Linked DNA regions of Zea mays: region 2 is linked to region 1. The links are chromatin contacts, called in public Hi-C maps. All regions are on one chromosome and are shown on one strand. Each heading gives the region's core, a stretch centred on a gene start, on an enhancer-like site or on the middle of the called end of the contact. The rest is flanking DNA. Distances are from core to core; before and after follow the strand shown.

Evidence for each region. A called contact is a pair of places that touch in the nucleus more often than the background predicts.
Region 2: a Hi-C map of leaf shows a contact between it and region 1, with 7 times the contacts expected there. The contact joins the promoter of LOC100282341 here to the enhancer-like site in region 1. A contact is called at or near these places in 2 of 25 Hi-C or Micro-C datasets (ear and leaf).

Annotation. Positions count from the first base shown.
Region 1 is chr4:20,165,726-20,170,278 of Zm-B73-REFERENCE-NAM-5.0, reverse strand. No RefSeq gene overlaps it. Among protein-coding and RNA genes, the nearest start is that of LOC100382739, 21 kb to the right of the region's middle. Within about 2 kb of position 2,433, at least 9 of the 20 cell types and tissues checked have an H3K27ac peak or open chromatin away from gene starts, as enhancers often do. A contact at or near this core is called in leaf, where this site is marked.
Region 2 is chr4:20,360,904-20,365,456 of Zm-B73-REFERENCE-NAM-5.0, reverse strand. It overlaps LOC100282341 (Probable bifunctional methylthioribulose-1-phosphate dehydratase/enolase-phosphatase E1), which reads right to left and starts at 2,643. Exons shown (of 12, transcript NM_001155253.2): 1 at 2,295-2,643; 2 at 1,245-1,381; 3 at 1,062-1,157. The coding sequence starts at 2,517.

The DNA of each region.
Region 1 (4,553 bases), core at 1,184-3,683:
GACGGAGATGAGGAATACAATAAGTATGAAGAGATGTTCATCTTTAATGGTCCATAAAGAATCAAGCGTGTGGAAAAGAAAATTGATAAGAACTTAAAGTCATACATGCGGAAAAATGGTAGTTCATGAAAAATTGTATGAATCAAATTGTATTTGTTAGCATGTATGATCGACTATGCATTGTGGTTGCCAATTAATTTAAAATCTCTCTAGTTATCTATGTGTGCTATTAAAATTCATTTAAATTGTATTTGCATTTTTTTGTTAAAAATTAAAATATTAATATGGTAATCAAATCACAATCGATTCTAATTGAGAACCGCTTGTGATACGAATAGTGCATCACAGGCGGTTTTTTCATTACGGACCGTTTGTGAAACAAATCGAGCACCACAAGCGGTTTGTATTTCGGACCGCTTGTGATACTAATACATCACAGGCGGTCCGAATAGCCTGGGACATCCCAGACGGTTTTCTATCCGAACCGCCTGGGATGTAAAAAAACCTACCGCTTGTATAGAGCTAAATTATACTAGTGCGTTCGGTAGTGATGATAATATGCACACTCAATACTTAATTTAAACTGTAGAAAAATAGGGAATCATTTGAAGTCTAGAAATAGTACGAAGACTACAAACATAGTACGATATTGATATGATCAAAGTCTACAAACATATTACAATATAACCAATTCAGCTCTCTCTCAGGCTACCAAGACAAAACCAAGCATGCACGAGAACGAGGGTAGCATATGTGCACATGAAGGTAATTAACTCATTACTCATTCGCCTCAGTAGTCAAGCGAGTCACATCACTGGACGTGATAGATAGCAACTACTAGTACTAGCTAGCTAGTTATGCTTCAATTACGCATGTATACAGCAATACAGCATATTTCGTCAACCATGCCGGTCCGGAGGTTCAAGGTAACAACGCTGACATGATTACAGGGAAAAACCCTCTTGCTTGCTCTTCTTACCTTTATTATATTCTATATATGTATCGTCTTGCGTGAAACGGAAGATCTATCTTAGCTAGTTTTGTACGTATATCCATGTCTGCTCAAGTACGTGTCACAAGTTAATTTTACACAAAGGCAAGAATCTATATATAGATAGTTATAGTTTATGTTTGATGGCTTTTTGGAATCTTTTGTGTCTTCATCATAAATCCCCACTATATCTGTACACATGCACGGTTGATATCCGGATGGTTAAATTTATCGATCGTAAGTTAATGCCCGTTAGGTTTGATAATTAAATTTATAGACCGTGTGAATATCCATGATAGTGTAATCTTTTTTTTAATATGTAGATGTTGATAGTTTTTTCTATTGACTTGGTTAAAAATCACCAGAGAAGTTTACTTAAAAAAACAAAACTGACAAGTGCTACTCAAACCATCTAACAAAACTCAGCTAGCGGTAGGGATGGCAATTCTGCCCGCGGGCATGGATATCCGCGGGTTTCGTACCCGATGGGCATGGATATGGGTAAGAAATCTCGCCCATGGGTAAGGATACGGGCAACACTTCTCACCCGCGGGTAATTGACGGATATAAAATTTCGCCCGCGGGTATTACCCGTTACCCGCTTAATTTACTAGCCCATCAAAATATCTCCCATGTGTTCATTTTATCCTAAAACATTGTGTTGTAATAATTAATTATCTTAAGAGTTTGAGACTTATGTTTGTGGACTTTTAAGTTTGAACTATGTTCCTTGTCATTATTATGTCTGTCAAGTTGTTGTGTTCTTGGTAAAATGAACATGACCACATACTCTATGGTATTTTCTGGCGGGTAACGGGTTGCCCGATATCCGCGGATATCCTGCGGGTACGGGCACGGGTCGAAAATTTTACCCGCAATCTCTCGCGGGCACGGATAAACACTACAGACGCGGATATGTTAGCGGGCGGGTAAATGACTTACCCGCACTTTACCCGACCCGCTGCCATCCCAAGCTAGCGGAAGGCTGAGAAGTTTACTGAAGTAAGACAAATTAAAGCCTAATAAAGCAAACTGTAATCTACAACCAAGGAAAATTAAATAGCAAACAAGAAACCTCACTTAGCTTTCTCCACTGCAGCAATCTACCGGAGCTGAGCTGATGTTCACCCCCGGCCCGTAAATAAATTGGACTGCTTTAACTTGGAGCGGTTGGTTTCTTGACTTGCAAGTTTAGTGCAGCATCAATCGATTGATGGCCATCGTACGTGACACAACAACAACAACAACTCGGTCCACTACACTAGTTAGTGGCCTTTGAGTTAGCACCACAAATCCACAACTGATGGCATGCATTATTATCGGCCGGCGGCGCTCGCTGCCTGATGAAGTCAGCGACGCGATAATTGTAATTATACTGAAGGCCCCTGCAGCTAGGCTAGGCGAGCCTGTCGCTTTCGCACGCTACGCGCGAGTCAAAGATCTTGCCGGAGATATGCACGATTTGGTTTTGTTGAGTTCCCCCGGCCCGCGTTCTTCTCACGCCCGTCTGAAAAATCTGATTGGGACAACGTGTGCCTTAGGCCCTGTTTGGTTTCTTTAGTCACTAGACTAAACTTTAGCACTAAAATACCCGTTTGTTTCCAATGACTAAAACGGACTAAAGAGCATTAATTGTTATGAATAATGACTGTTTTACCCCTATTAATTAATGGATATTTGCTATAAGAAGAAAGTGGAGAGGGCAAATAATGTAAAAATACTACTTTAGTCCCTTTTAGTCACCCTCTTGGTGACTAAAGAACTAAAGTTTAGTCACTCACTTTAGTCATCATGTTTACTTCTTTAGAGACTAAAATTGACTAAACTTTAGTCACTAAACTTTAGTTATACCAAACCAAACGGGGCCTTAGTTGCTTGGCCGGGTACGTAGCTTCAGAGAGCTTCTCGCTTAACCATTATTATTCCACTTGCTTGATACTGATACATGATATTTAATAATTAAATTAGATAGATATATACACCGTGCGTTTTTGTAACTATCATGAGCATGGATCGACAGTATTATTGCGTACGGAAAATACAACCTGCTGAGAGCAGATCGGGCATGTTCACATGCATGCATGGACATATATATTATCCTAATATAACGCTGTTCTTCGCGCGTTTAGCAATTAGCAGTGCTTGGGAACGTATGGACATATCTTTGATTTAATTTACAGCAAAGAGCATAGAATAAGGGGTTGGTTCACTTTTGGTCACGCTACATTTGCTTTACTCTTCTTTTTCGGACACATTTAGCATATATAGCGCTCGAACCTTGTTCCGATCGAGATGTTTTTGCTGGTGTATGATACCATATGAAATATTATCAAAATGTATTTTACGGTGTAGCTAATGATGCTGCTAATTTGTTGTTATAATTCTTAACGTTCTTCTCAATGAATTGGATCATCAAATAAACTAACAAAATTTCGATTTAAGACAACTCTAGAAATTGATTTATTTAGAAATGGAGGGGTGTGTATTTTCTTGGCTCGACACCGGAAGTTATGCTTTGATAACAAATTTCGTGTACACAAATAATTTATAGGTACAAAAAAAAAACAAAAATGATGTTGGGATCAAGATTTGATCTAACCTTAAAAACCGCAAACATCAATAAACTCACGAGTGTCAAATATCAACTCTTTGCTCAGTATCAAATATCAAATATTCCGCAAAAACTCTTTACTTAGTGCCGAACAAAAAACACTCGGTAAAAAAACATTGGGCAAAGATTTCGTTTGCCGATTTTTTTTCAACACTAGACAAAGACAATTAAAAAATCGTATTTTGAAGCAGTAAATTAATTCAAATGAAAAGGTTTTCAACTACAAATTTATATAATTCATCAAGATGTACAATTTATATTTTAGTCATTTCTTTATATAATAAATAAAAGTAAATTTGTTCATAAAAACTATATCTCTCTCGTAGTTTATGAAATTACAAGAGATACGCATAAGATTTGTGAATAATATTAGAACCAACATGTGGGATGAATAAACGATCAAACAACCAAAATAAACTTTGTAGATCTTTGAAATTTATAGAATTTTGTAGTTGGAAACTTTTTAATTTGAAGTCATCTTGTCACAAAAACTACGTCAGAATTTTAAAAATTTAAAATTCGAATTTTCAAAACGATCTCAAATGGAAAAAAAAACACCAAAATGAAAGTTTTAGGTCTTAAAAAGTTATGAAACTTTATAGTTGACAAAATTTGGTTTGAAATCATATTGTCATGCAAAACTTTGTTTGAATTTTAAAATTTGAATTTTTTAAACCACCTCGGATGGGAAAGCCATCAAAAACAAAAGTTGTAGGTCTCAAAATGTCATGAAACTTTATAATTGATATTTTTTTATTTGAAATCATCTTGTCATAGAAAAATATGTTTGAAGTTTTCAAATTTGAAATTCAAAATTTGTAAACGACCTTGGATTAAGAAACTATCAATATGAAAGTTGTAGATTTTGAAAAGTTATGCAACTTTACAGTTGACAACATTTTCATTTGAATTCATTTAGTGCCTCAAATAATGAATTTACTCTTGATTTGT
Region 2 (4,553 bases), core at 1,394-3,893, 190 kb before region 1:
AATAGAATCCACTATGAATTTTAGGGGTAGTTTGGCACTCAGCCAAACAGAAAAACTGAGGACAAGAATCACTTCCATTTACACGGGGAGCTGGGAGCTAAAAACCTACTTGTTGGTGCTATTGCTTCCTATTCATTCCCACTAAAATCACTCTAGAATCAATTCTCGCCTGCTCCCCCACCGGAATCAACTAGAATTACTCCACCGAAGAATCAAGGAGCTAGAGCTAAGAACCACAAAGTGGAGCTCTACCAAAGATGGCCTTAGTTTCTAAATCCTGTCATAGTACATAATCAAAGTTCCAGCTAGGGTGTGATATTACCGATAAATAATTACATGTTAGTGTCTTCTCAGAAAATGTTACACTAAGCTCTATGGAGAATGCAGGGAATTTGTATGAAGCCACTGTCCAGAATCCAGATCTCACTGATCCAATCCAACTAGCTCATGCATGTATGCATGCAATCACTGTTGAACTTATTCTATGCACACACACAAAAAGTAGCATTATTCATTTTCATGTTACGACTTCATGCTGTCGTTGAAATAAATTGCATGAAACAAAAAACAAGTATGCTGTGAATATGATTTAAAAATCATTGGACTGTTCAATGCCACCTAAAAGATCAGCACATAAATGTTAATAACCCTATTTCACAAATTTAATCAGATTGAAGGCCAGGAATGACGTTGCCTCGAACAACAAACTGATGTCCTCCCCAACAACAATCATGCACAAGATGGTGATGATGTTGACGACCTAGCGTCCATTGCTCAAACCCAAGTCGATGGAAGTGGCCAATGAAATGTTAGACAAGATCAGTATCAGTTTAGTCTGAGTTAGCTGGTTTTGGCAAAACTTTTGGTAGTTGTGCGGAATTTTCTTTTGTGTTCAAGGTTGTAGTTGAGCGGTGCTGGTTGTTACTAGACCTGTAATCCTTGCTTCATGTAAGCTGGAATCCCCAGCGGTGGATCCTGGGCTTTCGTTAACCTTTCTAATAAAGGCGGGTGAATGTGTTTGATCTAAAAATCAGATCGAATACACTTGGAATGGGACTTACTCTGAACTCCTTTGCACCAGGGATGAGCATTGTTGCGATGCAAGTCTCTATTCCATGGCTGTGAATGACAGCCCCAGCTCCTCTCATCAGATACGCCTTCAAAACACCAAAGGAAACTAGAGTTTTCAGATCAAAACAAGCAGAAGCAACAGAAAAATTAAAAAGGAGGGAGCATTCACAAACCTTCATGAACAGAGGAGCACAGTCCGTGCACTTAGGAGGCTTGTTTGGCCATGGCTTTGCTACAGGCGCAGAAAGCACTTTCCCATCTGCAGCCATCACATACATGTCCTCTGCTACCATCCTCTCCTTCTGCACACCTGAAAGAGGTCAACACATTTATTGCCACTGGAATGAACTAGCTACTTATTCTGGCAGAATATTAGGTATAAAATTGGAATTCCTTTCAGACACCTGCATTTTGACCCACTAACTAGCAGTAAAGGTACTAGACAGCAATACCATACAAATAAGGATCCTGATTGATATCCTTGTGTATATTCCTTAAAGCCTGAACTGCTTAAGATATCCCAACACTGGACATCTAAAGAGATATTGTGTCAGTGGTACAAGTACAACCCAATGCAGAGCGCACAGTACACCATGAGCTCAACTTGGACTGCAGTGGGATATAAGCTAAACAATGGATACTTCAAAAACTCAAACTTCTGTGTGCTATAACTTGGTGAAACGGAATTTTAAGTTGGTCTCATGGCAACCCATCATCATTCTGGGCCTTTTCCAGCGAAAGAACCTCCATCAGTTGTTTCAAAAATTTTAACTTGAATTTAGTTAAAAGTCGCCTCCACTTGAGAACTACTTGGCCTGAAGCGTTAACCTTATATGGTAATGCCTCATAGCTAGTCCATTTCATAGCATTTCATCATTGTCAGAACATGAACATAATTCGGATCAATAAAAGTAGTCCGATCAGAGGGATTCCACGTGAAGCGTGGAGACATATGGCATGAGGCATAGCTTGGGCAACAGCAGCGACTGTTTCTTGGATAACAGCAGCGATTGTTTCTTGGGTAACAGCAGCGATCTTTTCTTTTTCCAGTAGCAAACAGCAGCGATTGTTTCTTGGGTAACAGCAGCGATCTTTTCTTTTTCCAGTAGCAAAAAGCAGCGGCATCTAACTCACTACGCGGCAATTCGTCGAACAGGTGACAAGCACTCCCAAGGCCACAAAAAGCAAGCAGGAAGAGGAATCCAAGGTGAATCGCTGGTTACCGGAGGGTGACATAACGATGAGGCGATCGGCGAGCGGCACGGTGGGGTCGTTGACCTTGACGGTGATGCTGCCGCCGGTGCCCGTGACCCATCCCTGCGCGTAGAAGTGCCGACAGAGCTCCGCCACCAGCTCCCGCGCCTCCCGCACCGGCGCCCCCTCCAGGTACGCCTCCGACGCCATCGCCCCCACCGCCGCCTCGCAGCTGCACCCACTGCATGCCATGGCCGTCCCTGCCTCCGCCGCTCACGTGCCGGGATTCGAGCTGCGTGTGGGGCTGTCTTTTATTCTCTTCAGATGCTGCCAGTGGCGGCTCGATTAGTGCTGGCGAGGTTCGCAGAGAGGGCCCACATGTCAGCGAGTCATCCACGGGGAATCTCGGGCGCGGGAAGATATATATAATAATGTAATCTCGGGAATAGTCGGCACCGCAGAGAGGCGGCTTTTACTTTTTGTTACTCGAGATCGCGGACCACCGGCTCTGCGGAGTGTGGGCAAGGGAAGGACTGGGTTGTAGGACCGGGTTGTAGGACCGGGTTGTCAACGAGAAAGTGTGGTGGAGGCTAGATCGTTTTGAGTAGCTGTAACTGGCACGGCCAAGGTCATTGTCACGGGGAGCATGCGTGAAATAGGCTGCCGGATAGGTGGGGTCCGGTCAAATAAGCCACAAGACGGCACAGTTCGTGATGACATCTCACCCGCTTACCGTCGGATACAAACCCTAAATATTCGATACGATGAGTTTGCACGTCGATGTTAGAGAGGATGGAATTGAATTCAGTTGAATACCAAATCATGCATGGTATTAAAATGAAATGCAATCCTAATTATATTGTTTAGATGTCACTGAATTTGAGTTTAAAATTATGTGGTCTAATTTCACGCAATATCTAGGAGTAAGACTTTGTATTGGAAAAAGGGTTTATAGTTATAGTCTAATTTAAAACGTTTATAGTTATAGTCTAATTTAAAACCTCTGATTTAAAATCTCATTCTATGTGCAACCAAACAAAAAAATTTGGGAAAGCTTATTCCAAATCCTAATTATGTGCTTCAATATCTACAGACCAAACGGGTGTAAAATAAAATATTAGTTCATAATAATTACATGGAAACAACCATAAACTCTTCATCGCAAAAGAATCTAAGCGAGGAGAGTAGAGATAGAAAAATAGATAAGAAGTTGGAGATTAATATAAACACTTGTGGTGGTTGCATCTTGTATGGTTGGCATATACAAGATACAGATAAGACTTACCTAGTTGTTAAGCGAGAGCGGGAGAAAAACGCATCTGTCGGCGTTTCGACCCGGAGGGTCCCTGGACCGACGAGTAAATTGTTGTTGCGTGTCCCAGCCCAGATGGGTCGGCGCGAGACGGAACACAAGGGGGAACAATAAAGGGAATCGCGGCTCGTGTTGTCCTGCGCCCAGGGCGGATGCGCTTGCAGTAGGGGGTTACAAGCGTTCACGAGAGAGAGAGCCTGTCCGTCAGCCCGTCCTCCCGCGCGGCCACCTCCTCGTACGAGGGCCCTGGACCTTCCTTTTATAGATGTAAGGAGAAGGCCCAGGTGTACAATGGAGGGTGTAGCAAAGTGCTAACGTGTCTAGCAGAGAGGAGCCAGAGCCCTATGTACATGCCGACGTGGCTGTCGGAGAGGTATTGGTGCCCTGTTCATGTGATGTCGTGGCCGTCGGAGGAGCGCTTAAACCCTGTAGAAGCACAGCTGTCGGGGCTGTCGGATCCTTGCTGACGTCTCCTTGCTTTCCGTAGGGGGCTGAGAACCGTCGTCGTCATGGAGCACGCGGGGTGCTATCATTACTTGTTTACCGGGGCGAGCCAGATGGGACGCAGGTCTTGTTCCCTGTAGCCTGAGCTAGCTAGGGGTAGGGTAATGATGTACCCCCCTGCGGCGTGGTCGGTCCGAGCCCGAGGTCGGGCGAGGCGGTGACTCCTCCGAGGTTGAGGCTGAGTCCGAGCCCTGGGGTCGGGCGAGGCGGAGACCGTCGTCTGAGGTCGAGGTTGAGTCCGAGCCCTAGGGTCGGGCGAAGCGGAGACCGTCTTCCGAGGTCGAGGTTGAGTCCGAGCCCTGGGGTCGGGCGTGGCGGAGACCGTCTTCCGAGGTCGAGGTTGAGTCCGAGCCCTGGGGTCGGGCAAGGCGGAGACCGTCTTCCGAGGTCGAGGTTGAGCCTGAGCCCTGGGGTCGGGCGAGGCGGAGCTTCCTATGGCGCCTGAGGCTAGACTTGGCTGCTGTCAGCCTCA